Linked DNA regions of Mus musculus: all the other regions are linked to region 1. A link is a contact called in public Hi-C and Micro-C data. All regions are on one chromosome and are shown on one strand. Each heading gives the region's core, a stretch centred on a gene start, on an enhancer-like site or on the middle of the called end of the contact. The rest is flanking DNA. Distances are from core to core; before and after follow the strand shown. Region 1 has its middle 35 kb from the start of Stmn4. Region 2 has its middle 75 kb from the start of Adra1a. Region 3 overlaps Ptk2b (PTK2 protein tyrosine kinase 2 beta). Region 4 has its middle 47 kb from the start of Gm41184.

Region 1 (7,583 bases), core at 3,537-6,036:
TTACCACATTGGAATATTGAATTTGAGGTCTCCCACATCTCTGTACCTGGGGCTGTGATCACTCACATTTGGCTCCAGAATGAACTATCTCTTGTTCTGTTGAGAGTTGTATTTGTATGCTGACTCGGACAGTCATCATGGTCAGCCAAGAGCTTGGTGGCAGTTGCTCCACTTGTCTTTCTTATCTTCCCGAGGCTAGGGCAGGTCAAATGGTTCCAACAGACCTTTCTGGTAGATTCCAGGGTCCCAAGCAGCAGCATCAGGAGGACTCTAAGTTCTTCCAGAGATGCAGGCTCATTTGTGTTCACCACTGTCCTGTTTAAAATAGTCAGGACATAGAGCCAGCCTAGACGCCCATCAGGAGAGGAGCAGATGATGAAAATATGGTTCATACATAATGGAATTTTATTAGGTCTTAAAGAAAGGCAAAAGCATGGCACTTGCTGGAAATGGATGAAGCTATAAATTATTATCGTAAGCAGAGGAACATCGCAGACCCAGAGAACCAAAGATTGCATGCTTTCTCTCATCATTTTTATGTGTGTGTCTCAGCGTAAGGGTGTGTGTATGGGTCATGGAACTAGAATGGGACCCACGAGAGGGGAAAAGATATTAAGGGAGGTTGAGAGAAGAGGAAGAAAGAGGATTACAGAACAAGACATGAAAGATGAGGGGACTGAGAAGGAGGTGGAGAGGAGAGAGAGATGGGGGAGGAGGAGGAGGGAGTAAGGGAGTCAGAGAAGGGGTGAGAGTGTGGAGGAGGGGGTGGGAAATGGGGCAGGGGAGGAGACAGGGACAAGGATTCACACATCAAAGTATGTCTGAGGATCCCATAGTGAGACCAATCACTTCGTATACTAACAAAACAAAACAAAACAAAACAACAAACAGATAAAATATAGTCAAACTAATGAAAAAGGCAAATAAAGGCCCTATCTCCTTCCCACGAGAAACTTCAAGGGCTGTGGCCTTTTCCCTACTGGAGCTCAGCTTCACTGGGACTGAATGATTGGCCTGAGTGCTCTCATTTTAAGAAAGGTCAAACCTCCTGGAGTTATAGTAACAAATGAAACAAACCAAACAACACACCATAAACAAGGGAAAGGCCTCAGGCAGCCCTCTGGGGACACCAACCTTTAAAACCAGCACAGGATCTGTGGGAGGAAATGTTGCTGAGGCACACAGTGGATGGATCAGGAGGATTTGCCTCTGGGGTTACTCTAGGGTTCTTTTTTCCTTGTGGGTGTTCCCCTTGCACTTTCTGTCACCTAGGCTGTGTGCATCACTGGGTGGCGGAGCGCATCGCTGTTGTATGTCTTGGAGCCGATGGTTCTTCAGACATTCTAGGGCACTGAAAGGGTTAAAGGAGAATTTTCCACCTCGGGGCACAGAAACTATTTGTGTTCAAAGATGTGTAAACACACGGGAAAAACCTGCACAGAGGCCTGCTAACTCCCCACTCCCCCCCCCCCCCGTGTGTGTGTGTGTGTGTGTGTGTGTGTGTGTATGTGATCTCAGAAGCCTAAGGCAGCCATGTGCCTTTGTGATCTCAGCATCCAGAAGACTGGGGCAGAGGTTCACAAGTTCTAGGTCAGCCACGGGGACAGACTGAGACCTTGTCCCTCTAAACCCCAACCCCCCCCCCCCCCGCCCAAACCAATAAGAATCGTGAAAAAAGATCAAAGCACCAAATAATGGCTCTCATTACACTTAGTTGCACAGGCAGGTGGGCTACTCTGAGAGAAATGGTAATTTTCATATAAAAGGAAAAGAAAACCAATGTCAATAGATTCTGCGGTGGAAATTCAAGAAGCCATGAAGCAAATCAAAGACAAGGGTAACAAGAACTAAGACACAATGTGGGCTGAGAGGAGGAAGAAAGAAACACAGAAATACTGACATTAGAGAATGCTGCACATCAGAATTCTGACATGCATAGGAATCAACATAGAAAAAACCAATTTTAACCATTGTGTAATACAAATTCAGAAATGTTTTTACTACAGAGGAAACAGGAGAAAGAATAATAACAAAATAAAGAGAACATATGTTAATAGTATCATTTTTCGATAGATGATAGGACTTTATCCTAAGCGAATAAGCATCCAGGGGAATTTATGGGCATTCCTCCCCACCACCCCAGGGCTCCGATTTTTAATTTCCCTAAGCTGGTCTGTGACAGTCTGGTGTATCTTCATATCTGATAATCACACTTAGCAGTTTTCTAGACACATTTTGCCATTTAAGTTTATGCAGTAGGGTCTTGCTACATCTCACAGGCTTATCTGCATCTCACTCATCAGGTGGCTTTCAATGCCAGTTCCTCCCTGTCTCAGCCTCTCAAGTGCAGGGGTTGCAGGTGAGGGTCTCCCCAGCTTCTACACTGCCATCTTAAAGCAAGTTGACAGTATTTAATGCACTTAAAGCAGGTCTCTGCTAGGAGTTCACACGGACTCCAATACATTTCTTAATATCAAACACATGTGTTTTCACATTCAAATTTTTATGTTCCCATCTCAGCTTTCTATCATGCTTTGAAGATTTGTCACTGTTTCCAGGACCCTTACTTTTATTAAGATAAGAACGGAAGTTTATTTTTGTAAAAATTACACACAGTCACTTTCCCTCGTGACCCCTCGTTCCCCCAAACCTCCCCCACTCCCTGAACCCCTTTTCTGGAGTTGATGATTGTTCATCTTGCTTTATTTTCTTGGCTTTGACTTTGGACCCCAGAGATCACAGGGAGCTAGCGCAGTACAGGAATATGACCAGCAGGTGGCGTTCGTACTGTTTCTACTACGGGAACCGCCCAGAATTCTCCAGGACAAATTTGCACAAAAGAGGCGACTGCAACCATAGCTGTTACAGTTGGTAATTAGGGATAAGGTTGCCATGGTGACGAGGGGTCTTGGGATGTTTATAGCTTTGCAAGAGCTGATGCCAATGAGCTATCGGATTGCTTCTTCCTTTGATGGTAATGGCAGGCAAACTGAGGTCATGCAAATGCTGTATGGTGCAGCCTGCTTAGGAAGCTATTCTGCTGCTGTTGTTATTTATGGGATAAAAGTATCCTGTTGAGAGAAACACACACACACACACACACACACACACACACAATTTGTATGCATGCACACAAGTGCACCATATTTATCTGACTTGTTTACATTTTCTGTATGTTTTATCTCCATTCCCCACATTTCTCAATGTGGTTTTCATTAAAATTCTCTGAGAAGAAAGGCTCCATTCATCTGACAAGCTCGGGAAATATTGCATGCTCATGCTTTAGAGGTTCACAGTGTACTTGAGCCAGAACGTCTTTGGATGTCCTATTTCACCTCCACACGCTCATTTGCCTCGTAAACCCACTTAAACAGACAATTCATTAACTCTCTCAGCTAATCACTCCTCATCTTCTCCTCAAGACGTTAATAGACATTCATTAAGTGTAGGTTTCCTTGTAGCCTTGCGCTCACATAAGTCTCTCCAGCAAGGCGTGGAGCTCTGATAAGCTAGCCTGTCAAAGGCTGTGTGGCCAAGACTCAATGGTTATTAATGGCTGCCTATGAACTCCTAAGAAATGGTTTCCAATTGAGCTATGTATCCATGGATACCACAGACTGAAATTATTCATTGTTAATGTCTTTATCCATCCATAAATTTTATTGGGTAAATGAGGCCACGCCCCAGACATGGCCCACAGCATTAATAAGTCATTTGTAGGTTAGCATAGTATTATTTTACATCTTGTCACATCGTTTCTGATGCTTTAAATTCAATCTTCTGCTAGTGTATTTTCCCCAGAGAGGCACCTCCTCTCCCATGAATAACCTACTTGTGATTGATCATAAAACAGAACTTATTAAAAGAGATTTTTAAAAACAACAACAAAAAAAAGGACTGAGAATTTGCTCACACATACTGCCTCTCGGGTGGGGGAGGGGAGTCACCCTCCCTGCACTTCATTGTGAAAAGGGAGGTCTGGTCCTCTCAAACTGTGGAAAGAACAATTGCCCTAGTCCACTAGGGCAGTGGCTGCCAACAGCTTTAGGAATGCACCAGTTGACACTCTTGGCTAGGCTGATAATGTTTTAGACCCACTCCAAATGTTGAAGGCGTTTCCTGTGACTTACCCCTCTTTACACTCCGGAAGGCCACTGGATTTTATTGCTAGGGGACCATGAGAGGAGCAGGAACATTTAAAAGACAGGCAACAGTAACCAAGTGTCCAGCTCCTTGTCAGTCACTTTGCTATTTATTGAATCCTTGATTAAGTTTAAGCCTTAAAGCCCACTAGATGGGTTTTACCAGCCCCATTTTACCAAGAAGAGATGAAGGCTGGAGGTGCCTTGCCTCATATGGGACAACTTGTAAAGTATAAATAAGGGGACATTTTTTGACTCTAGGTTTGTCCAAATCCAAAGTCAAACAAAGGCAGCAATATTTGTACAAGAATCAAATTATCCTCAAAAGAAATAAGGAGGAGGAAGAGGAGGAGGAGGAAGAGGAAGAGGAAGAGGGAAGAGGAGGAGGAGGAAGAGGAAGAGGGAAGAGGAAGAGGAGGAGGAGGGAGAGGAAGAGGAGGAGGAGGAGGAAGAGGAAGAGGAGGAGGAAGAAGAGGAGGAGGAGACCTAGGAGGAGAGGATCAGCTTGTTTCTTCCATGGGAGGTACATAATTAGTCAAAAGGGGAGGGTCCCTGGCTCTGGCCAACCCCTACGGTCTTCCACAACAGCCACTGTTCTATTTACCATTTGTGTTAGTTCCCTTTCCCGTTGCTGTGATAAAATACCCCAGCAAAGCAGTTTAAGGAAGTAGGGTCTGTTTTAGCCCTCACCTCCAGATCGTGGCCTATCACTGCAGGGAAGTCTGGAAGGCCGGAACTTGAGTTTGATAGTCACATTAGTAGTCATAGTCCAAAGCAGAGGGGAAGGACCGAAGGCATAGGTGCCACTGCTCAGCACACTTCTTCCTTGCTTACAGTCTCAGATTTCAGTCAGAGAATGGCCCCACCCCCTGTGGGCGTGTCTTCCTGCCCCATGCAATAAAGATAATCTCCATAGCACGCCCATCTTCCAGGTGACTTTAGACTGTCAAATTGACAATAAACACTGCCTGCTGTTGTTCCAAGCGTTTACTCCGTTACCAACTTGTCCCGCTTCTGTTGTGTGGGCTGAACTTGTATTGGCATTTATTCATATTTTTTAAAAACCCCTTCAGTCAATTTTACACTCATGGGTTCCTTTCGATCAAACCTCCAGTTATTTTAAAAGCTGGCAATTGCCGTCTACTTAGGATCTTTTCATTACCCATGACAGTTTGTCTTAGATTTCACTGATAATCAATGAGCTGCTCTTTTAAATACTTAGTGGATCAAATTAACGGCTTTAATTAACAACCTACATGAAAATCAATGACCTCCATATTCAGCTATTCCAAGTTTATCTGACTTGTTAGTCAGTAGGACAACACTTGCTTTTTGTTTTGTAACATGTATATTCCTTTAGATCACCGCACCTCAACCTTGCTAATGCTGCTACCCCCTTAATACAGTTCGTGCTGTAAGTGACTCCCCACCATAAAAATATCTCATTGCTACTTCATAACTGTAATTTTGCTACAGTTATGAATCATAGTGTAAATATCTGATATGCAGATGGGCTTAGGTGCCTTGTGAAACGGTTGTTCTACCATCAAGGGGTCCTGACCCACAGGTTGAGAATGGGTCCTTTGCATGTAGCTTTCAGATTTTATACAAACAACTCCCAACACGAATCAGGAAGACATCTGGGTCTTTCATCTCAATCCCTAATCATTGAGCTGCTCACATGGCTCTTTCTGTAGAAGACACTCAGTTCCTGCTGTTACCGGCAGTTAAATATTGATTAAATAAATCACGACATCTGTTACCTATTTCTGTTTGCTCTGCTTTCTGGTCCCAGGTTGGGATTGCTAGTTCCTGTGGTCTCCGGGAAAAGAAAGTTCTTTCTTTGTAGGCTTAGTTTTCTCCTTCCTTCTACCAAAACGTTTTGCTGGCAGTGAGTGACCCTGTTCTAGCTCAGGCATCTGAGTACAGCCATGGCCTCTGAGTACACAGTGCCTACCTAGTCAAGCGGTGGAGTCTCTCCAGTCCTCTTTTCTTAAGTTCCCAGGAGTCATCACCCTTCTAAGCCCTTCCAGGTTTTCCAGCTAAGAGTTAAGCACACAGCTGCTGTTTCCCAAATGACTACCGGCTTTCTCGATTTAATCCAGACACTCCCTTCTGGTCACCGCCTGGCTTTAGGCAGACATTGGCTCCCTTGAGCAGCAGAGCTACTGCTTTCTTTGGCAGCCGCCATTGCTCCTGGAAAGTGGCTGATAAGGGTGCTTCCTTAGAAGATCCGAGTGCGCCTGGCGTGGTGGCGCACACCTTTACAAAGGCAAAGGCAGGCGGGTTTCTGAGTTTGAGGCCAGCCTGGTCTACAAAGTGAGTTCCAGAACAGCCAGGGCAAACCCTGTCTCGAAAAAACAAAACAAAAAAAATCCCAGCACGAAGCTCCTGGCTTTTTGTGACGCGCATGCGGGCATATTCCTGTTTTTTTTTCCCCCCTCCTCCATTTTCTTTGTTTCTCTTTCCCTAATTTTCTTGGTGTTCACACCTGGGCTGACCAAAACTTCCTTTACTTCCCGTACCATCTAGGGAATTAACAGTTTTTAAAACATAGATTCCAGGAACCAAATTCCATTGGTTTTATTCACGTTTTTCATTACTACAGAGTTAAGTGCATTTTTTGATATCCTGTCCCTTTGAGAGCTTTCTGTTAGTACCCCTCACTTATATTAGGCTCTGGGCTTGGTTCTCTCCCCTTATTATTTTGCCTTCTCTTAATGTTGTGACGTTTTAGCTTTTGGAGTACACTTGGAAGGCGTGCACTTCCATTTTCTCTATTTCTGCATTGTTTTCAGGCACAGATACTTAACATTCTCACACAGCAGGGTCGATGAAAGCCTCCCTTTAAGGTTTTCTGCTATCACTGTAAGGGTCCAAAAAACCACTAAAAGAAGACCCCAGACTCAGATAGTATTCGAAGACAGAGAGCATTTATTCTTCAGAAACATCCAGCATGCGCCCGGGCAGGGAGGTCAACCATTCTCCCAAATGGCAACCCCGGACAAAGGTGTGCAGGCCTTCTTATAGGGAACCACCAGGGGAACTCTCTAGAAGGATTAGGTAATCTAAGCTTTCATTGGTGAGTGACGCAGGGGCTGGGGGCAGCGGGGGGGGGGGGGGGTTTACAGGGTGGCCAGTGGTCTGCATTTCTACATCATGAACAGTTAACTGAAGGATGAGATAGGGCTGCCCAGCACAGATGGCTCATTTGGAGAGAAGATGTTTCCCATTCTTGTGCTTATTCCCAGGCTGTTCTTTGGGAGGGGATTTTATGATCTTATTCTGGATTTTATGGGCTGTTCCTAAAGCTGGTACCTTTTTTTGAAATCAGGCCTGGTCCCTGAATGGAGACAAATGGGGTTATGTTGTCCTCTCATCATGAAATTGCCTAAATACTTATCTAGTCTTTCTTCTGATTTTGTTTTTTAATATATATAT
Region 2 (7,132 bases), core at 3,242-5,741, 180 kb after region 1:
GAAAGTGTCTAAAGTTACCAGGAACAATGCAAAAGACATAAATGACTGGACAGGTCAGGGGTCAGTGACCAGCCCAGAGACAGGTCCTGAACCTACTCCTGTAGCCTTGGGACCACCCCTGGGACACCAACCTTGTCTCCACTCTTGGTCTTCCTTCCTGAAAATTATTTTCAATTAACAACATTTCACTGTGGAATGCAATAGACAAACTAAACAGAGAAAACATTTTCAGGCCATGGTTGGCCCAGAGGGGCACTCTAGAGCAGAGGGGGTGCTCTCTAGTGTAGGGGTGCTCTCATGCAGGGATGCTCCAGTTCAGGGGCACGCTATCATATTTGGTGCTCTGGGCTCCAGGGAGCTTCATCCCATAATCATTTTCCTCTCTAAGTGAGCATTCTGTTCCCTCACCCCTCTCTGTCCCTACCCAATCCACAGTCAACATGGCTTCCACAGTCAACATGGCTGATACAAAAGCGTCTGAGGGTGTGATGCAAAGATTGATGGGAGATGGAAAAAGGAGAGAAAATATATACTCTTCGTCTGGTTTGGATCAGACTTCGTGCGACACCATGTGCAGCCCTCTTTATTTTGATTTAATGTTGTGGCCCCGTGGGACAGCCTGGAGGCTTTGCACATGCTGGGAGCACGCTCTTCCACCAAGTCACAACTGGGCCTGAGTCTTTATCTGAACTAAGACATCCAAACCAAAATTCAAAACATTGGCTAACTGCTTGGACAGCTGTGGCTTCTGACAGAGGCTGTAAAACAAGACTCGTGGGATTTGGTTCTTTCAGCACTCCGTGGAGAGGTTACACCCTCAGCATGAAGTCACCACTGCTGTCTAGAGTGGGTTCTCACAGCCCCACCCACTGCCTGGCACAGGCGCAGCAGAGCAGAGCTTCTCAACCTCTGATTCTAGGTCTTCCTGCATGTGGCTAGATATAAATGAATGAGTGAGTGAGTGAGTGAGTGAGTGAGTGAGTGAGTGAATGAATGAACGGGAGAACTTCATCTTTACAAATAATGACAGAATATGGAGTTCAAGGGTGTTTTTGTGTTCCAACTCTACCTGATTATGGGAGTCCCATCTTAATTTGCAGGGTAACCGAGACAAGAGGTCATTTGTACAGGAGAATCTGGCCATCCGATGCACTGACTGATTAGGATAACAGAATCGGTCACCAAAGGCTGCCCTGACCAAATGAGCACGGTGTCACTAAAGCAAAAAAGCCATCTTCTTGTCATTCTAGGGGCCTGAGGCCAAGATCCCGCAATGCTCATTTCTTCCCAAGTCTGTTTTCTTGACTAGAAGAAAGGGACCTTCCCTCGCTTTGGCTGCATCTGTGTGTTGACCCTTGGGCTGCCTCTCTTTGGTCCCTTAGAGATACCTCTTTTACAGACATAGTCTACATGAATCTGGGTCCTCACTTGTGATTCTTCTGAGGGTATGCCTGCCTGGAGGAGAGTTTCTGAGTCATTTGATTCTATGTTTAACATTTTTGGGGAACTTCCCAGTCATCTTCAGCAGTGCCTCATGACTTAAGATAGTCACCAGCAAGGCACGAGCGTTCCAATTTCTCGACACACTTTCGAGTGCTTGTTATTCTCCTCATGGTCCATTGTGTTATTTATTTCTCTTTTGTAATAGCCATCTTAATGTTTGTGAAAAAACACCTCATTGCAGTTTTGTTCTGAATTCTGCTACTGGGTAATGTTGCAAGCATCTTCTTGTGTTTATTGTCAAGTTATATAATGTCTTCAGAGAACATTTATTCAATGCCTTTGCCCAGTTTTGAATGTGAATTAGATTTTTATTGTTGTTGAGTATACTATTTTTAAAAATGATACATTTTTATATGCTCTTATGGTAATGATCCAGAATCTAAAATCTAAGACCACATCTTTCTTTCAACACCACAGGAAATTTAAAAAGTAAAAATCCTTACGTCCTGTTAGGAAGACACAAATGACAGCTATGTATCAATCATAACATTGGTAAGAGTGTGTGTGAGTGGCGGGGGGAATAAGTCAAGTAAAAAAATAAATGTCATCTCTAGTGGAATAGAATTGAAGCACTTTATTTCCAAACTATAAAGAAAAAAAGTGTAAAAATTTAATTTACCCTAGAAAACAAAAGGTGGGAAGCAGAGAGGAAAACTGCAAACATACCAGCACACGAGCACTAGGTCAAGGCCACTGAGGCAATCAGCGATAGGTTCATGGTTCCCTCTGTGCCAGATATTTGCACCTATGCAGACTCCTTTCTCTTCCTTCTGGTCAGATTACATCCCTTTTCTGTGGCTGCAGAGAGATGCACTGGGCTCAGGCTTGGTAAGTTAGGAAACTCCATCCCCAGTACAAACTGACAGAAGAAGACAAAGTATAGTCTGCCCCTAAAAAGGGTGGTCACAGACTCCCCCAAAACACACCTACACGAAATTAGCCATTGAACCTCTAGATGCCAAATAGGAAATACCAACAACCGTTTAACTCTCTGACCACCAATGGAATATTCATTGTCATTGTTCAATTCTGACACTAGCTAGCCAGAGTTAGTACAGTTGCCTACAGATTGAATTCTACCCCCGTTTCCTGACAAAGATAGTCTAGGTGTCGTTTTCCTCTGGAGCTTCCATATGACTGCCTATAAAGCTAGGAGGAGGATTTAGTAACTTGCAAGAATGGCTCCCAGAATTCAGAAGCCCACTCTAGTTAATACCATTTGTTTATTATACATGCTATGATTTGGAAACAGGGAAGTAAAGAGGTTTGTGAATACAGCAGGGTGCATCAGTCCTATGTCTGCCCAACAAGACCCTCTAGCATCCACTGTCATCTATAACATTGATGGAGCATCCATGAGAGAGGTGATGTTGACTAAACACTTGCCGGTATTTCATATTTAGCCTTCAGTGGTTAATTTCCTGTAGATGGGTTTTGAGGGAGGCTGTAACTAGGCCTTTTAGGAGCAGACTCTTAGCCGAATTATTGGCCATTAATCAAGGAACAGAGCATAAAATGAAGGTTTCACCCAATGTCTTGTGTGGTCATACAAAATTCTTAAACACTGAATAAAAGTATAAACAAAACAGGTTTATGTGACTCACCTCTCTGTAGACAGAAGGTTAAAGAGAGCAAAGTGCTGGTGTCGTGGTGAGGGCCTTTGGTTTCATGAAAACCCAGCTGTGAAGCAGAAACAGGCTGTACAGAAGAGAAACATCTGCAAAGCCAGGCGAAGAGTGAGAAGGGAACCAGGCTTCTTTCAAAACAACTCATTCTCCTGGGTCCTAATCCACTTCTAGATCTTACATGCTAGCGTCAACCTCACCAGTAAAGTAAGCCCCCTCCCCCTCACGACCCAGTTTCCTTCCACCAGATCCCACTTCTTAACAAGCTCACTGTCTCAACACTAGGGACCAAGTTCTCTGAGCATGAACCTTTGGAGGACAAGCCATACCAACCATAGTCTCTATTGCTGTAGAAAATCTCACCGAACTTATCCAATATCTAGTCTCGCTTCTAAGTTCCTCTTCATAAAATTTATTTTTTTAACACAATGAAGTATAGTTTACATTGACGGCTGTCATCCTCTATCTTGCAGTGCTGTAAAGGACTACTCAAGCCTGGGGAATTTATACACTAGAATCTGTTTGGCTCCTGACTCTGGAGGTTGAGGCGTCTAAAAGCGATCATGGTGTTTGCCAAGCACCTTCTTGCTGTGTCATGGTGGATGGAAGGAGGAGGGGCACACAAGAAGGAACTGCTTTTATAACAAGCCCACTCCCATGATACAACACCAGCCCACTCCTAAGGTCTCTGTTCTTGTGGAACACCTCCTTCTCACTGGTACTTATCAAGCCTACTGGACCTGGGATTACATTTTTATGCATGTGAGAGGGAAGTTTCCAAACCGTAACATTTGCCAATCTCCTGACTAGTGAAAATCAAGAATCAAACATGGCTCACAGTAACATTCATCATCATCTGGAAATGTCAATTCAGTATGGACCGACTAAAGTAACGATGGGGGAGAAAAATTATCACTGCTCACAGATTGTCTGATTTTCAATCTAAGATACACCAAGAAAAATAACTGAAAATATCTGTGACCTGAATACGGATACAGTCAACTGTCGTTTCCTTATCAGCACAATGCCTTGTAACATTTCTAAGGCTTTATTATCTCTAAAATTATTTGCCTTGGAAGGGAACATTGGCTTTCTTTTCTGACAACTCTAATATCTATCCCCTGAAGAGGATAGATGGCCTATGATTCTAAAATGCAGAAGTGCAATAATATTTAGTGTGTATTAACTGTCTAAAGCCATCACTAGCACAATCCCTATAAAATAGGGAAGGAAAAGTGGCCATTTTTCAATATTCTTAATTGAGCAATAAATCAACTGAAGTGAAACTGGATTTCAAGGCAAGCTTAATATAATGATGTTCAGACTCCTGGGGTTTGAGTCAAGGTTTTGAAGATCGGGTGCCTATTTAAAGATCTAGCTAGCATAAGCTCTATCGTCATTGTAAAGGACACTCTGTGTCACTGGGTCCTGTCCTGTAAGTCTGGGGGAAATTATGTTTCCAATGACTCTTGGCACATCCTTCAAGATGTAATTGCCGAGTCATTCAGCAATTCTCCAGTTAAAAATCTCCAACCTTTAAGTTGCAGAAAGGAAGTTATATTGCAGAAAGCAAGGATATTAGGTGGGAAAGAGTGCAGAGGAATTCAAATGAGAGCTGATTCACTGCCATTAGAAGAACGTGACTCAGCAGGAGGTGATTCTAAGTCACAAGAGCCTGCGGTTAGCAAGTTCTCATAAGCCTTCTGCATCAGGCCACTGTCATCTCACTAGGTGACAAGCTGTGCCAATAAGTAATTATCATAGTCTTACTTGTCAAGGAAATCTCATCATTATCCAGATTCATCTTCCAATCTAAGCATCCCATCATATAGAATCCAAACCACAAGCTTACAGCCATAGCACAAAACTGAATATGGTAACAAACAAGGATGTGTATATGGGTGATGCTCTGTATACTGTAGGTGGCCCTGGGGCAACTGGAATTAGTGGATGTTAGAGACAAGAGAAATGTAGATGGCACCCGACCTAATACCCACACTTGGATAAATGTCAGGATTAAGAGAGCTGGCATTCAGTGTCCTTCCAGAAGCACTTGGCTCACTCACCATACCTAGGCTGTCTGTTCCCCCACAATGTCAACTTTTTCCTAATTCAACTGACTGCAAGCACACTGCAGAAAGCAAAGAATTATGTCCTTTGGGTTTATGGGAAGTTTGGTGTGCTTCTTGTTTGTTAGTTTGAGAAAAAAAATATAAACAAATTCTTCATCTCTACATAGACCAGAAAAGAGAGATGTAAAGATTACTGGAAAATACAGTTCATTTAAGTCAAACAATATACACGTGCCTGCACACACACACACACACACACACACACACACACACACAGAGAGAGAGAGAGAGAGAGAGAGAGAGAGACAGACAGACAGACAGGCAGGCAGGCAGGCAGGCAGGCAGGCAGGCAGGCAGGCAGAGACAGAAACAGAGAGACAGAGGCACAGGCAGAGAGGTAGAGACACATATTGTTTAATAATAAGGATATGAGAACTCTCACCATTGTGCAAACATAACAGAATGTAGTGACACACTGAAATGGCTGCAGTATTGCTGAGAAATGTACACATGGTCCATCATTGGCTAAAACATATTTCTGTGCCACATGCTCAACATTCACATGCATAATCATTATCACATATTTGGCCATGCTATATAAAATTATCAGTCAGTTTTCAGACCCAGAGTAAGTACCCTTCACTGTGTGGAAATGATCACTTATCATGAAATCCAGATGGGAAGCCAGGCTTGTGTCCGTCTATCAGCAGTGCGCTCCTGGGTGATATCAAAGTGGTTGGGGGATTAAATGAGCTGACATTCAAAGTGTCTACAGAAGTGCTTGTGAGCCCCGTAGACAATTAACTGCACCCCCCCCCCCCCCGCCCCACACAAAACCACTGGATTAGGTCCTGGAAAAAAGACTGTAGAGGCAGCGTGTCCCCCCTTCCAATTCTCCCTTACACCTCATCAGGCGCCTGGAGGCTGGGTCCTCAGATCGGGAGCCTACCTAGCTCAGGCTCTGAGAAACTGGTTTCAGATACAGTGCATAGGGGATGAGATGAAGGGAGGAGCTAAAAACGGGTCTGCAAAGGTGCCTCTTGAGGAAGCGACCTGATGTGGCCACAAATGGAGTCCGGTCCCAGCAGATTCCTCTCACAGCTGCCATGTGAAATCAGGAAGATGTGGGGACATAAATAGGGAGAAGGAAATCACAGTGCTTAGCAACATGGTTGTTGCTAGCAAACGCATCTGTGCACCGAAAATTCCTCAACTACCTAAGATCACTTTGAGCCTGGAGATAAGTCCACCAACAGCCCACGTCTTCAGCATTACAGACTCAGACGATATTATCAAGGGCAAATCACTTATGAGACCCCAAACTTCCAGAGACCTGGAGCTGCAGCAGTTGCCCCAAACGGAGCAGGGGTGGGAACTGGGGCCGTAGATCATGTCAGGGAAATGCGGAGGAGCACAGTCAAGACTGCCTTCTCCGACCCAACACAGAAATGCCCAGATAAACCGAATCTAAAGGGGGTAGGGCGAGGGGAGCGGCAGAGACTGGTGCAGAGGAGCATCTCTCGGCAAAGGACACAGAGAAGTCTCTTTGGAGAGATGTGGTAATGAAAGGCCATGTGTGAATGGACACACTTACTACGCTGACCGTTGTATACCTGGAAGAGGAGCGGTCAGACCTACTGTGTACAGAGAGTAAGAGGAGACAGTAGAGGATGAAACTCCCCATCAGATTACAGGAAAGACACGGAAGAGCGGGCGAGCATCACCTCTAAATGAACAAATATCCTCCATCAAACACCTGATAGAGATTATTTCTAAATCCTCACAGTTATAATCAAAAATTAAGGCACAGATGTACAAAACACAGAAAAGAAACTGAGCAAAATCTAATCAAGACCAGGATGCAGATGAAAGGAAAAAGCAATGCTTGGAGTCCGAAATGAAAATAAATCTGAGTTGTCAACAGAATAAAGT
Region 3 (7,506 bases), core at 2,225-4,724, 180 kb before region 1:
ATCTAGTGATGTCATAGCTGTCACGACTTGTATATTTACTTTCTAATGTTCATTTATATCTGTGTGGTGTGCATGCATGTATGTCCTCATATCCACATGTGTGTAGGTACATGTGGAGATAAGAAGTTTATGCCAGGTGTCTTCCAGAAGACATTCTCCCTCTTCATATGTTGAGGCAGGGTCTCTCACTTGAACCCAGCACTCACTGATTTTGCTGGTCTATCTGGCCAGCTTGCTCTGAAGACACCATGTCTCAGTCCCCAGAGTGGGGGCTCACAGGTGTGCTCTGTGCCCACCAGCTTTGACGTAGGTGCTGGGAGTCTGAGCTCTAGTCCTCATGCTTGTCTGGAGAAGAGACAAGCAAGGGTTCCTCCACAGGGTTCAAGGGCATAGCCCTACCCACACCTTCATCTTGGCTTCCTAGATTTCAGAGCCACAAGGCGATGCATTTCTGTAGTCTTCAGCCACACTACAGGGGGTATTTTGTTAAGACTCCTAGGTATTTAATAAAGACATTGGCAAAATAGGTCTAAAACAACTGTCTGTGTCTGATCTTGGATCAGATGGACACATACACTCTTTGAGTTCTAATCAGTGATTGGTTGAGGATTCCAAAAACTGTGTCCTGCCTCAAAAAGAATCTTCCCGTGATAACTCTCCAAGAGACACCAGTGCAGGCTTACGTTTATTTCCAGTTATTTTTAATTGACAGACTAAGGTGTTTTGACGTATGACACATAACTGTGACTGGCCTGCCTTATGTACATTCCAAGTACATTAAGAGCTCAGACAATGCTTGGTACACATTAGCTATTCAATAAATAGTAGTTATGATGGCACCATAGGTAATGATGAGATAGCTTGGGTGGATGTGGATGCTACCAGGAACAGAAAGAAGATTATAAATAATAAAAATTATCCCAGGATGATCAGGCCACACCTAGAGCTGATCTGGCCATACCTGCCCTCTGGAAGAAATAGTCCAGAGGAAAATGACTTCATTCTGCCCAGAGCACAGAACTGTAAGAGTTTTATGGCATAAGCATTAAGCCCAACACAGCTGTGTCTTCATTACCTTTTTTGTTCTACATGGAGACAGAACTTCGAAAAGGAAGAATAAAAAGATTTTGAGACAGTAACATGCGTCTTATCTTTAACTGACTTGGAGCATAGGGGTTGTCTTCAAAAATAAAAATACTCTGTTAAATATAGACCTGTTCTATTCAAATTTCTGATTGTTAATATGCCACAAGGAAGAGCTCTTAATGCTAAGATGAGCTTCAGGAGGAAGAAAGAATAAGAAAAAGCAGATAGGAAAGTACCAGGCAGGTTAATGTACTTTTTTACAAAAATAAAATAAAATAAAATAAAAGTTCCCCGCTACTCTGATACCTTTTAAAGTAATGACTTTATAATACATTGTGAAGTTGGCTTGGGGGATGGGTCACATGCCTTGCTTCAGAATGAACAACGGAAGAGTGTCATTGGCTGTGGGGGATGGATCTAGAGTATTTACATTTGCTATAGTGCCTAATAATCTGCATTAGTGAGTCTGATCAGGGTGCTGTTGACATTTGGGGCATGTGCTGGCTAGCTTTATGTTAACTTGATACAAGCTAGAGTCACTGGAGAGGAAGGAGCCTCAAATGAGATAATGCTTCTATAAGACTGGGCTGTAAGCAAGCCTGTAGGGCATGGCTAAATTAGTGATTGACGTGGGAAAGCCCAGCCTATTATGGGTGGTGCCATTCCTGGGTTAGTGTTTCTAGAGCCTATAAAAAAAAAAAAAAGTAGACTAGGCAAGCCATGATGACCAAACCTGTAAACAGCACCCTCCATGGCCTCTGCATCAGCTCTTCCCTCCAGGTTCTTGCCCTGTTTGAATTCCTGCCCAGACATCCTTCATGATGGACTACAATGTGGAAGCACAAGCCAAATAAACCCCTTTCTTCTCAACTTGCTTTTGGTCATGGTGTTTTGTCATATCAATAGTGACACTAACTATAACGGGGCAAAAAGATTCTTTGTTGCATGTGGCCATTTAACACCCAGGGCCACTGAAGTTCAATCTTCATGTCCAAGTCTTGGTGTCAACAGCATAGTAGAATTCTAACTAGTCTCTAGAAAGAGGGCTTCAAGAGATTAAGATCTGGATAGCCGGTAGAGATGGAGAGCAGGCAGGTGAGCAGGAGAGTGTTACAGAAGACTGTATATCACATTCAAAACTTGGGTACCATTGAAGTTAACATCATAAGCTAAGGAATAGGATGTGGTTATCTAGGAAATGACAAAGTTACACTGGAGGAAGTCTCAATAGCAGTGTGTGTCCTGTCTTCCACAGGACCAGAGTTAGGTTCCCAGCACTCATGTCAGGTGACTCGATCCACTGTAACTCCAGCTCCAGGGGGTTCAATGCTTTTTTTTCTGGCATCTGCAGGCACCTATACACAAACCTAGCATACCTTCACACAGATGAAAAAACAAACACATAACTAAAAATAAATCTTTTTTTTTTTTTAAGTGACAAGGCACCATATCTCTGACAGCCTCACAGGAAATCAGATGCAGGGCAGGGCAGCACACAGGCTTTTTGGTAACTGAGACCCTTAGCAATGGGGGGAAATGACAGACTTGTATCATCTGGGCTCAGTTCCCTGACCCCAGCTGGGTGTCAAGGTAATATGTATGTGAAACACCTTTACATTAAACTCACTGCACATACCTGAAGGTAACACTAGTAATTTCAACCAGGTAGCTAACAGGGGATCGATTGCTCCAAGAAGATATTCCCATGTTCTCACCCTTAGATCACATTTCAAAAGAGGCTCTATATAGATATAATTAAGTCGAACAACTCAGTTCACAGTCTTTCTGGACTTTCTGTGTGGCTGCTAATCAGGGGTGTCCTTATGAGAGCTATGGTAAAGACGGCAGTAGGAATAGAGAGGCAGAGTGAAGTGATGCTACCAAAGCCCAGGAGCAGTAGGAGTCACCAGATGTGTTTCTGACACCTGCACTTGGGACTTCCAGTCTTTAGAGCGGTGAGAGAAACATTCCTGTTGTTTTAACCATTGATTCCTAGTAACCTATTAAGGCGGGGTTAGGAAGTAAAGACAAGAGCTACGTAAGTTCTGAATCCTCGATTCAGGGGGCTGATATTTTTCAACTAGTGGTAGCAGAGAAAAATACTAAAGTTTGCACAACTTTTCACTCTGAAAGCATTCATTCCGAAGTGATAAAAGCTCTCAAGAGGATATTCAACCACGAAACTATCGGATCAAAAATAGAACAGCAGCACCGACACCTGCCTCCTCCTTCGCAGACGTCACGAGTCTATGCATACAGATAAACGAAGAGAGACCCATCAGGCTTCACATCTTCTTTGTTCTCAGTGTGGTGAGTGTCTGTATGTGTGAGGAGCTGGAGGCACACACAGGAAGTGAGAAGGGGTGCGGAAAAGAAGAAGTGTGTATTAATGTGCCTCTTTTTATGTCACTCTGTGGTGATGGTTTGTGGTTTCCTGGCTGAGCCCTTCCTGCCTGTTTCATGGGCTGGTCTTATGTGGGGGGGGCGGGGGCGGGGGCGGGGCTAGCCTGATATGGGCTAAGCCTTCTTTCAGGAGTAGCTTTCCTGGACAGGGAGCCCTCCCCTTTCTTTCTGTAGCTCCTCCAACCTTGAGGCATTGCCCTTGTGCCTCTGAAGGAGGGAAGTGAGGAATGCTTAGGTGACAAAGAACATGGCCTCTGGGCCTGGGACTGCCTGCCAGCCTTAGGGAGCTCCTGCCCTGGCTCTGGTGCTAATCTGTCCCTTCTGCCGCTACAAAGTTCCTTACTGATCAGTTATAGACAGTGAAAATATGTTGCTTACAGTTCTGGGAAGTCCAGGATCAAAGATCTAGCATCTGGCAAGGGTTTCAAGATGGAGCCTATGCTCGATCCTCACATAGGAGAGGGGGGTGGCCAGGGTGACATCTTTTAAAAAATGATGTTTACATTTTTATTTTTACTTATGTGCGTATGTATGGGAGGAAGAGCTGTATGCATGAGTATAGTGCCCATGGAGGCCAGAAGAGGTTTTTAGGTTTTTAACCCTGATACTGGAGTAAATGCAGTTGTGACCCATTGATATGGGTGCTAGCAACCAAATTTCAGCCTTCAGCAGGAGCAGTATGCAATCCTAACTGCTGGCCCAGCTCACTGGGCTCTCAACCCCTTCTTAAGGACTTCTAATGCCATTCATGATTTTATCGCATCCCAAAGGCCTTGCCTTCCCATGTTGCCATATTAAATATTAAGTTTCAACACTGGTATTTTGGGGAACACACTAATATTCAGTGCTAGTTCTTTCCAAAGGGTCTTATGTTCCTATCTATCATATTAGGGATTAGAACTTCAACATACGAATTAAGGGGTACAAAAGCATCCATCCCCTAATTCCCTGTATCTAGTTAGGTGACAGGACTAAATTTGAAGCCCTTGGGGTAAGTGTCTTGCTAAGTTAGGGCAGGGCTATGTATTGCAATACCTTTATCTTCTTCCTCTGGGGAGTCTGGGAGGCTTGTGGGGATGGGCAGGTCATGTAGTGAGTGGAAGTGGGTGCAGAGCCTGCTGCTTTGGGGAGCTAGATTCCACCTTCCTCGTGTCAAGCAGCACCCAAAGGACATCTGCAATCTGGAGAGCCCACCATGGGTGGGAGGAATGCATCGAGACAGGGTGGGGAACGAACGCTCCAGAAGACTTCAAGACAAAACCAAGATAAATTCTTTCCTTCTTTTCTTTTTTTCTTTGTATGTGCGTGTTTTTTAAAAAGGTTTATTTTATGTGTCTGAGTATTTTGCTTGTCTGTATGTATGTGTATGTACCACATGAGTGGCTGGTGCCCACAGAGACCAGAAGAGGGCATTAGATTCCTTACAAGTTGTATTGCAGACTTGTGAATCCCCACATAGGTGCTGGGTCCTCTTCAAGAAGAAGTTCTCTTAACTGCTAAGTCATATTTCCAGCCCTGTCCCCTTTTAAAACAGGGTTTTGCTATGTATTTCTGGCTAACCCAAAAGTTATTCTGTGACTCAGACTGGTCTCAAATTTCCAGAAATATTCCTGCTTTGGCTTCCCAAGTGCTGAGATTATAGATATGCGCCACTACACCTGGTAAAAAATAAATCTTGACTTTATATTTGTACAAGGTAGGGCCTTGAAAAGGGATCTAGGATGAAGATGGTGCTGGGCTCTGGCAACTCTTGAGATACATTGTATCATCACATGGGTGAGAGCAACTCTTAAGATACATTGTATCACAGGCACAAGCGCACCCTTAGCTTAATGCTCTCCCATATGAAAAGCAGAAGTTCTAATGCACACAGAATGTACTAGCAAGAGTCAGCTAGAAGGAGAAGAGAGTGCGAACTAGCCCTTCAGCATCCTGATCAGAGAGGAGCATGGCACTTAGACCTGGGTGATGGTAAAATTTGCCCTCTAGTTCATGGTTGGATTGATATTAGCAAGGCACTGCTAATCATCCCTGGACAGTGCATACAAACTGGGATGGAACCGAGGACTATGGTCACCCAACCTGCAAATAAGCTGGAGATGGGAAGGAAGGGAAAGAAAAGGAAAAGGTACTAGAAGGCAGATTTTTAAAAGCGTGAAGGATGATTCTTGTTTGCAAGGTGTTGTCTTAATCCCTTTCCTAGACGAGCAAATTAGCATATTAGAGGAAAATATTACTTAAGCTTCCACCTGTTATGAAGTCTCAGAACTCCTAACAAACATGATTCTAAAGAAAAAGAAAACAAAGTAGGAATTCAAGAAGGGCAGCACCAATGTCTCATCGGGGCACTGCTGGTCTTGTTAGCCACTGCCTGCTTTCTACAAGGACTTAGGCTCCATGGCCAATGATTATTCACAAAGCTGTTCTGTTTTGGATATAGGGTCTCACTGTGTAGCTCAGGCTGTCCTGGTACTGATGATTCTCAACCCCTACAAAGCTGGGATCATAGCTAAGTGCTGCTATGCCTGCTTTGCCATAGTTTGTTTCATCACAGAGAAAGCACAGTGGGGCATTCACATTTACAGAGAGAAGAGTCAAGATTAAAAACTTGAAATTAGCAGTCTGAAACTTATAGAGGGGGGAAGCCTCGAAGATATGGGCACAGGGGAAAGATTCCTGAACAGAGCAGCAATGGCTTGTGCTGTAAGATCAAGAATCGACAAATGGGACCTCATAAAATTGCAAAGTTTCTGTAAGGTAAAAGACACTGTCAATAAGACAAAAAGGCCACCAACAGATTGGGAAAGGATCTTTACCAATCCTAAATCTGACAGGGGACTAATATCCAATATATACAAAGAACTCAAGAAGCTGGACTCCAGAAAATCAAATAACCCTATTAAAAATCGGGTACACAGCTAAACAAAGAATTCTCAACTGAGAAATACTGAATGGCCGAGAAGCACCTGAAAAAATGTTCAACATCCTTAATCATCAGGGAAATGCAAATCAAAACAATCCTGTGATTCCACCTCACACTAGTCAGAATGGCTAAGATCAAAAATTCAGGTAACAGCAGATGCTGGTGAGGATGTGGATAAAGAGGAACACTCCTCCATTGTTGGTGGGATTGCAAGCTTGTACAACCACTCTGGAAATCAGTCTGGCGGGTCCTCAAAAATTGGACATAGTACTACTGGAAGATCCATGTACTGGCTAGTTTTATGTCAACTTGACACAGCTGGAGTTATCACAGAGAAAGGAGCTTCAGTTGAGGAAATGCCTCCATGAGATCCAACTGTAAGGCATTTTCTCAATTAGTGATCAAGGGGGAAAGGCCCCTTGTGGGTGGGACCATTTCTGGGCTGGTAGTCTTGGTTCTATAAGAAAGCAGGCTGAGCTATTATCCACTTATCAGTGAGTACATATTGTGCGAGTTCCTTTGTGATTGGGTTACTTCACTCAGGATGATACCCTCCAGGTCCATCCATTTGCCTAGGAATTTCATAAATTCATTTTTTTAATAGCTGAGTAGTATTCCATTGTGTAAATGTACCACATTTTCTGTATCCATTCCTCTGTTGAGGGGCACCTGGGTTCTTTCCAGCTTCTGGCTATTATAAACAAGGCTGCTATGAACATAGTGGAGCGTGTGTTCTTCTTACCGGTTGGGACATCTTCTGGATATATGCCCAGGAGAGGTATTGCTGGATCCTCCGGTATACTATGTCCACTTTTCTGAGGAACCGCCAGACTGATTTCCAGAGTGGTTGTACAAGCTTGCAATCCCACCAACAATGGAGGAGTGTTCCCCTTTCTCCATATCCTCGCCAACATCTGCTGTCACCTGAGTTTTTGATCTTAGCCATTCTGACTGGAGTGAAGTGGAATCTCAGTGTTGTTTTGATTTGCATTTCCCTGATGATTAAGGATGCTGAACATTTTTTCAGGTGTTTCTCTGCCATTCGGTATTCCTCAGGTGAGAATTCTTTTTCAGCTCTGAGCCCCATTTTTTAA
Region 4 (7,165 bases), core at 2,450-4,949, 140 kb after region 1:
GGTGTGATTACAGTTCTCATCTCGTGGTGCTGCTGTGAGCATGAACAGAAAAGAGAGTGAAGCATTTAACCCTGTGATTGGTGCTTAGGAAGTATTCAGGAAATGTCTGCCATTGTTAATACAATCATTACAGAAGCCAGGCATAGTGGTGCAGTCCTTTAAACCTAGCAGAGGCAGGAGGATCTCTGTCAATAATTTAGCCTCACAGCAATTTCAGGCCAGTCAAGGCTACATAACTAAGCCTTGTCTCAATAAAATAAAATAAAATAAAATAAAATAAAATAAAATAAAATAAAATAAGATAGATCAACAGTACAGTCTCTTGATGAGATTAGGGGACTTGGGGCACGGCATCTACTAGCTCAAATTTCTCTTGCCTCTCTCCATTCCACCCAAACCAGAGGCCAAGCTGTAGTTGAAGACAGTGTTTCTGCTAATTATTCCAAAGTAGAAAATCCATGTGGTTTCGTTTCACAGCCCTCCAGGGAAGCATGTGATAGACCTTACACTTTGAGTCATTTAAATATAATACTCTCCTGTCTTTAAATGGAGACCTGTCAGCACCAGGCAAAGAACACAGTTTAAGCTGTTGGGACTAGGAGTTCTGTCAGTTGAGGAGGACCATGTAACAAGATGCAGAACATCCTCATCCATCATGGAAAGTCCCTTCATCGGCCTTCCAGAAATGTCCTAAGCTCTCAGCCATGCCTTCTGACAGGTGTCAGCTGCACCCTGCTTCTGTTCTTAAGGACTACTTTTGCCTGTAGTGTTTGGACTTCATTTGTACGGACTCTGACAGAACATACGCTTTTGTGCTTGGCTTCTTTTGCTAAACATATGTCTTTGAGATTCATCCCCATCGTTGTATCTAACACCCACGATGCTCTCAATTATTCAAAGGCTATCAAGCAGGGAGGAGGAGAGAGTAAGAAAAATCTTTTCATCTGAAACAACCGAACTAGGTTTGCAGCTTTGAACCGATTGGATATAACTCAGTTTGACTATTTGACAAATCTTTGCAAATCCCAATGTTCTTAACTTCAAATGACTGTAAGAAATATTCATCTAGTAATGTCGCTGTCAAGATTAAGATGAATAGATGAGAACATGGTGCAGGACATCTGCGTGAGAGTTTGTTCAACCTGATAGAGCTGACCAGCCTCAGGGACTGACTCATTTCACTACCACAGCTAACCTTAGCAGGGTGAAGGGATAGAAACTGATTTTTCTACATTACACATGCAGCATAAACCTTATTTCCCACCATGGAATATATTTCAAAGATTGGAAGAGATTGTATCCAATCACATATAGTTTCAGAATTAAAATAAGTGATTAAAAATGCAGAAAACATAACTGGGGTTCTCTCTCTCTCTCTCTCTCTCTCTCTCTCTCTCTGTGTGTGTGTGTGTGTGTGTGTGTATGTGTGTTCATGTGCATATGGACATATGTCTAAGTGTAAATGAAGGCCAGAGGTCAGTGTTGGGTGTCTTCTTCAGTATCTTTTCCCTTATTTTTGAGACACAATCTCTTCCTGAACTTGGAGCATGTATTTTCAACTACGGTGCCTGGCCGTCAAGATCCTGGGACCTTCTTGTTGCTGCCATAGCAGAGCCGGGATAACGGGCATACAAGACAAGCCCCTTACCAACTGAGCCCCTTCACAACCCCTTGTTCCTGAGTTCTGTATTTTCATTTCACAGTGTGAACTCTGACCCTTAGCACTCATCTTTCCTGGAGAGGGTAGACTAATTCTAAAGGTTTAAAGGCAGCTAGCTATTTTTTTTTGCTATGGTAACATATCAAAGCAAGATGTGATTCCAGCAAAAAGCCCTTTCAAGATAATAAATTGCAAGCAGAGTACATAGTAACATTAAATAAAACTATAAAGAAAATATGAGGAAAACCCAGCACTTTCTGACTGTATTTCCATCAGCTCAGAGAACCTTGTCCTATAAACATTGATTATCTAAGACACAGGGAATTCAATAACATGAACAACCCATTATTTGTGCTGTTCTTGGAAAAATTCGGACCCTCAAAAAGAACTAATTTAGGAATGAAAGCAGTCTTTGAATACACGGAATATTTAGATACCTCAAAAACTATCGGTGCTCCGACTGCCTGGTTTGACATGGCCGTGGACATTATCATATCAGAGGCTTCTACATCAGGACTGGGAAGCTCTGCTTGAAACAAAAAATACAGATGCAATCATTGTGTTTCTTTAGGCAAAATCTACTTGAGTAGAGGCAGATAGCAGGAGCTAGTGTCTTCCCAATACATCCCAATAGGGCTGGCCATCTAGAAAGCTCCTAGGAGGGCGGACAAGATACTCCTGGGAAAAGGCACTTGCTGTCAAGTCTGACAACCTGACTTTGCTCGTTGGAACCCACAGGTTGGAAGGAGAAAACTCAGTTTAGGAAGCTATTCTCTGAGTCCACATGTGGACAGAAGCATAGAGGCATGAGCACGCACACACACACACACACACACACACACACACACACACACACACACACGCGCGCGCGCATAAAATCAATCAATGCAATTGCATTTATAACCCATTATGAACTCATTGATAGACTGAGGCATGCATAAAGCTATGAGAATAATGTCTCCTACATAATGTATGTTAAATCAAAGGTAGCAAATCTGCAAATGACAAACAATTTACATCTTTATATTAGTTTTGGTTTTGCTTTCATATTTTCTGTGTTCTGGGCATCTAACTCAGAACTCTACCTCTGAGGTATACCATCCAGCCTTGAATTTTTCATCATCAGTAAAATAATCCCACACATAGGTAGATTACATAATATAATGTATCCTTTCTACCAATACTTCACCTCTGTGAGTTACACATCTGTAAGCTATAGATGAAAATAATTGCCACACACTGAGTGCAAAGATTATTCTCTACTATTAACATTCTTTGTTAGAGCACACAAATTAATGCCCAATGACAGGAAACTACTAAGTAGATCAAAGTATCCCATTAAAAATTAATTTTAACAGAATATTTAATAATGCAAAGCAATCACTGTGTCATTCTAAATTAAAACAAAAATTACAAATAATAACAATACAAAACAATTTCATGTCTTTAGATAGCATATTTTTATGTGATTTATTGAGGGGCTGGAGAGGTGCCTCTGCAGTTAAGAACCCTTGCTGCTCTTGCCAAAGATCCTAGCACCCACATGGCAGGTCACAAACATCTGTAACTCCAATTTCAGGGGCTCTGATGCCATCTTCTGACCTCTGTGGGTACTTGGCTCACATGGTGAACATACATGCAAACAAAATGCACATACACATAAAATGAAAACAATGCCCTATTGCCAGGAAAGGACAAGGTGTTGTCTATAAACAACTATGATACTCTAGTGTGCAAGATACATGCGCTTCCTGATGGACTGCCTGAAACCTGACACTTCAGAAGCTGCAGGGGTTCTAGAAGTGACTTCTATTCTAATTTGTGATCCCCTTGGGGACCCTTAGACAAGGAATCATCACAAAAAGGATCGTGTGATTAGAAGCTTGGAAACTCAGATCCACTTTGGGAAGAAGCCCCTGGGATAATCTCTGAAGAACAGGGTGTGTGGGACTTCTAGGTGGCTAACACACCCACACAATAGGAGGACTGTGTACCCCAAACCCATGGTATAGGAACTCCTACTCTTGGTCCTTCTGGATCTCACTCCCTGGACTTTTCATCGAGTCCTTTATCTGCATTCTCTATAACAAGTCCTGTTAATCCAGTAGACTGATAAAACTGTTCGGAAAGCGCTTCCCTGTGTTTTGTGAGCTTCCCTAGCAAATGAATTGAATTTGGCGGGGAGGGGTGAATGTTATAGCTGCCTTCAGTATCCTGCCATGTCAGACCCATTGCCACTAACTTACAGCTTGAAGCTGACATCTGAGTTTGGAGATAGTCTTGTGTGGTTGAGCCATTAATTGTGGGGCCCGACTCCCTATCTACAGGGAGCATCACCCTGTGAGGGGCACCACCAAACTCTCATCACAAAAACGGCCTGTGATGAGTGTTGAGAACTGAGAAGAAAAATATCAGTTCCCTGATCTCACACATCGACTGTGCTCATTTCCCAGTCTGAACTTTTTGAACTTTATTTTCTCGTTGCTCCAAATGTCACTTAATACATTGGATGGAAAAATCAATATAAACATCAAATGTTAAACATGGGTATTTCTTTGTGTGTTTGGAAAATGGATTGTTTTTCATTAAGGTGCTTTTTCTCCCCCACCCCCATGACTTACGTATTGCTTTTGAAACAATCACAAAATAAAAGTAATTTTATGGGAAACTATTAAAAGCACAAAGGATTTTGTAAAGCAAAGCCCCAAACGCCCAAAGGCAAGAAAGCAGCCTCAGGGACATTGTAGTTGTCATTGTGAGATGAATTCTTGGTAACCTTTATTATCTTTGTGTTCCCGTCTATTTTCAAAATATTTCATCTTCTCATCCCATTTTGATATCTCCCCCACCACCTGCTCCTCTTCCGACTGCGGCATGATGAGGTTGATCTTTTTGGCTAACAGATTCTATTTGCCTTCTTCTCCATCTGTAATAGCATCCATGATGACTGTAGGCCGCTTTTCTTGATAATCCAAACGTCAGGATCCATAGAGATGCATCTATGAGTAAAAGCACGAGCTGCACAGGCATAGAAACTAGAATACAGATCCCTAGCACCCAAGCATAAAGCTGGGCATGGTTGTGTGTGCTGTGAAGGACTGAGATGGGAGAATCTGGGTCCTGTTCGGTGCTAGCATAGTTCCAAGTTCAGGGAGAGACCACATCTCAAGGAAATAAGGTACACATGTGCACATGACACATGCATGCATGTGCATGCGTTCACACATACACAAATGCAAATAAAATAAAATGAAATAAAATAAAATAAGATAAACAATCCTGAACTTAGACTTGCCAATGATGACATTGACTGAAACACAATGTGGCCATGGAACTAAATGAATATTTAAATATAACCCTTGGCGTGGGGGGGGGGGGGAAGAATGACCTCAGAGATGTCCTCCAGGACACGCATCCCTGATATTAGAATCTGTGAGTATTGTTTTATTCCAATAGAAAAGTGATTCTTCTTTTCTTCAATTCTCATCACCTGACAATGTAACTGGAATTCGGAGGCTTCCACACACTGTGTGGTTGTCAGGAGCAAGCATGAGTATTAACTTGACATGCATCTCATCAGACAGGATTTCTTCTGTAAGATGACCTGCTCTGTAAGATGACCTGCTTAGAAGATTACCTTCTCTAGAATATGACATGCTCTGTAAGATGACCTGCTCTAGAATATGACATGCTCTGTAAGATGACCTGCTCTAGAATATGACATGCTCTGTAAGATGACCTGCTCTAGAATATGACATGCTCTGTAAGATGACCTGCTCTAGAATATGACATGCTCTGTAAGATGACCTGCTCTAGAATATGACATGCTCTGTAAGATGACCTGCTCTGTAAGATGACCTGCTCTAGAAGATGACCTGCTCTAGGAGATGACCTGCTCTAGGAGATGGCCTGCTCTAGAAGATGGCCTGCTCTAGGAGATGACCTGCTCTAGGAGATGGCCTGCTCTCACTTATTATTGCAGGGGATTAGATTTTAACTTGACTTTCTTAAAGCAAGTCTAATGTAGGCCGTCCCTCCATTGAGATTTTCCTCTCAGATGGCACTAGGCTGTCAGTGTCAAGTTGACAGTTGACGCTTATTAGGGGACACACACACACACACACACACCACCCCTCTGAGTATTATTCAGCCATTAAGAATAACAATATTATGAAAATTGAGGGAAAATGAGAGAATCTGGTAATCTCTGCTGAGTGAAGAAGTCAGAGTCAGACAAATATATCATATTTTTATTTTATGGACATCTAGAAATAAAACATTTTAAAGACATGAATGTAGGAAGGATCTTATTAGGAGATAAAGAGACAGGAAGAGGAGAGGGGGAAATTCTCCGGAAGAACGGGTGATAAATAAGATTAAAGTAGATTGTGCACAGATATGGAAATGTCATTGTAAAACCTCGTGTGCTGCATGATTCCCATCTGCCAACAAAAAGCAAAGAGTAAATGTGTGAAGGCAGAATGTACACATGTATAGATACAACAGTTCTGTTCTCAACAAATGGGCCAAAGGTCTGGGTTAAAGGGTTTTCCTTGCTTGACCTGTTAAGATTGCTTCACAGGGGCTGACCTTTGCCCCAGTGACTGTGACAGCCAACTGTGTCAACGTAAGGTGCTATTTGACACAATTCAGCTGTCTAATGTAGTATTCAAAGGGATGAAACACCAGAGCATAGGTTTGGGGTGGCGGTTAGCCGTTGTCTCCTCTGTGGCCATTAAAGGTAATAGATAGAGAGAGGACACACTGGGGTGAACGCCTCTTGCCCTGTGCAGAGATTATGGCATACTCTTAGCTCCCACAGCTTCTATTTTCATTGGATTGTAAAATGAGCTCGAGTAGCCTACCGACTACACTGTAAGTGCCCAACAATTGCTTCAAATTGAGGTGATGCTCATACATCCCACAGGCTTTGCAAACACTGTCACAAAGAGCAGGGAATCTGCAGTCAGGATGCCACCAGCTGTCCCTGGATGCTGCTTTTCTTTGTTAGAATTGTGCCAAATGTTCTTTCATATAAGGGGTGTGGTCTGGAGACAGTTATCAAAGCTAAATGACACCAGCAAAGGAAAATGTCTCCCTTGGAACAAAGACTGGCCTAGGGACCACTAGAATTCCATAGTCACTATTAATCAGTTCAAACCAAGACAGGTTATTTGTTATGTGTTGCGTGTCAAGAATAAAAAAGAAATCCAAGACCTAGAAAATGGGCAGCAGGCTTGCCAGTGTTCTTTAAACTGTCATTAACTGCATCGCACAGTCTGCAACCTTTTTGATTCTCCTGGAAACAAGGGTGACAATCACTGGAAATTTCCAACTGTATTGGGCACAAAAGGATCTGGAAGTTCCATAGGAAGCTGATTGCTACATAAGACCTCTTCCTCTGTGTTTCTAGTGGCTTTACAGAACCTGCCGCTGCTGTTCAAGACAGGAGCCCTCGGAGCCGTTTGATTCCATTGTGAATTCATAGCCTGTTACTCCAGCAAG

What was found. Hi-C and Micro-C count contacts between places; a contact is called where the count stands out from the background.
Region 2: a contact with region 1 is called in a Hi-C map of the G1E-ER4 cell line, with 4 times the contacts expected there. The contact joins two enhancer-like sites. A contact is called at or near these places in 11 of 484 Hi-C or Micro-C datasets (the AML12 cell line, the BV-2 cell line, the G1E-ER4 cell line and 3 more).
Region 3: a Micro-C map of the G1E-ER4 cell line shows a contact between it and region 1. The contact joins two enhancer-like sites. A contact is called at or near these places in 7 of 484 Hi-C or Micro-C datasets (the G1E-ER4 cell line, adipose-derived mesenchymal stem cells, embryonic fibroblasts and 4 more) and 1 of 115 datasets of contacts at active chromatin or transcription factors (large pre-B cells).
Region 4: a Hi-C map of the G1E-ER4 cell line shows a contact between it and region 1, with 2.0 times the contacts expected there. The contact joins two enhancer-like sites. A contact is called at or near these places in 6 of 484 Hi-C or Micro-C datasets (the AML12 cell line, the G1E-ER4 cell line, nephron progenitors and 1 more).

What each region holds. Positions count from the first base shown.
Region 1 is chr14:66,375,260-66,382,842 of GRCm38.p6, forward strand. No RefSeq gene overlaps it. Among named protein-coding and RNA genes, the nearest start is that of Stmn4, 35 kb to the left of the region's middle. Within about 2 kb of position 4,787, at least 26 of the 459 cell types and tissues checked have an H3K27ac peak or open chromatin away from gene starts, as enhancers often do. A contact at or near this core is called in the G1E-ER4 cell line, where this site is marked.
Region 2 is chr14:66,557,095-66,564,226 of GRCm38.p6, forward strand. No RefSeq gene overlaps it. Among named protein-coding and RNA genes, the nearest start is that of Adra1a, 75 kb to the right of the region's middle. Within about 2 kb of position 4,492, at least 19 of the 459 cell types and tissues checked have an H3K27ac peak or open chromatin away from gene starts, as enhancers often do. A contact at or near this core is called in the G1E-ER4 cell line, where this site is marked.
Region 3 is chr14:66,196,522-66,204,027 of GRCm38.p6, forward strand. The region is part of intron 2 of Ptk2b (PTK2 protein tyrosine kinase 2 beta); the gene reads right to left. Among named protein-coding and RNA genes, the nearest start is that of Gm52098, 22 kb to the left of the region's middle. Within about 2 kb of position 3,475, at least 121 of the 459 cell types and tissues checked have an H3K27ac peak or open chromatin away from gene starts, as enhancers often do. A contact at or near this core is called in the G1E-ER4 cell line, where this site is marked.
Region 4 is chr14:66,515,797-66,522,961 of GRCm38.p6, forward strand. No RefSeq gene overlaps it. Among named protein-coding and RNA genes, the nearest start is that of Gm41184, 47 kb to the left of the region's middle. Within about 2 kb of position 3,700, at least 1 of the 459 cell types and tissues checked has an H3K27ac peak or open chromatin away from gene starts, as enhancers often do. A contact at or near this core is called in the G1E-ER4 cell line, where this site is marked.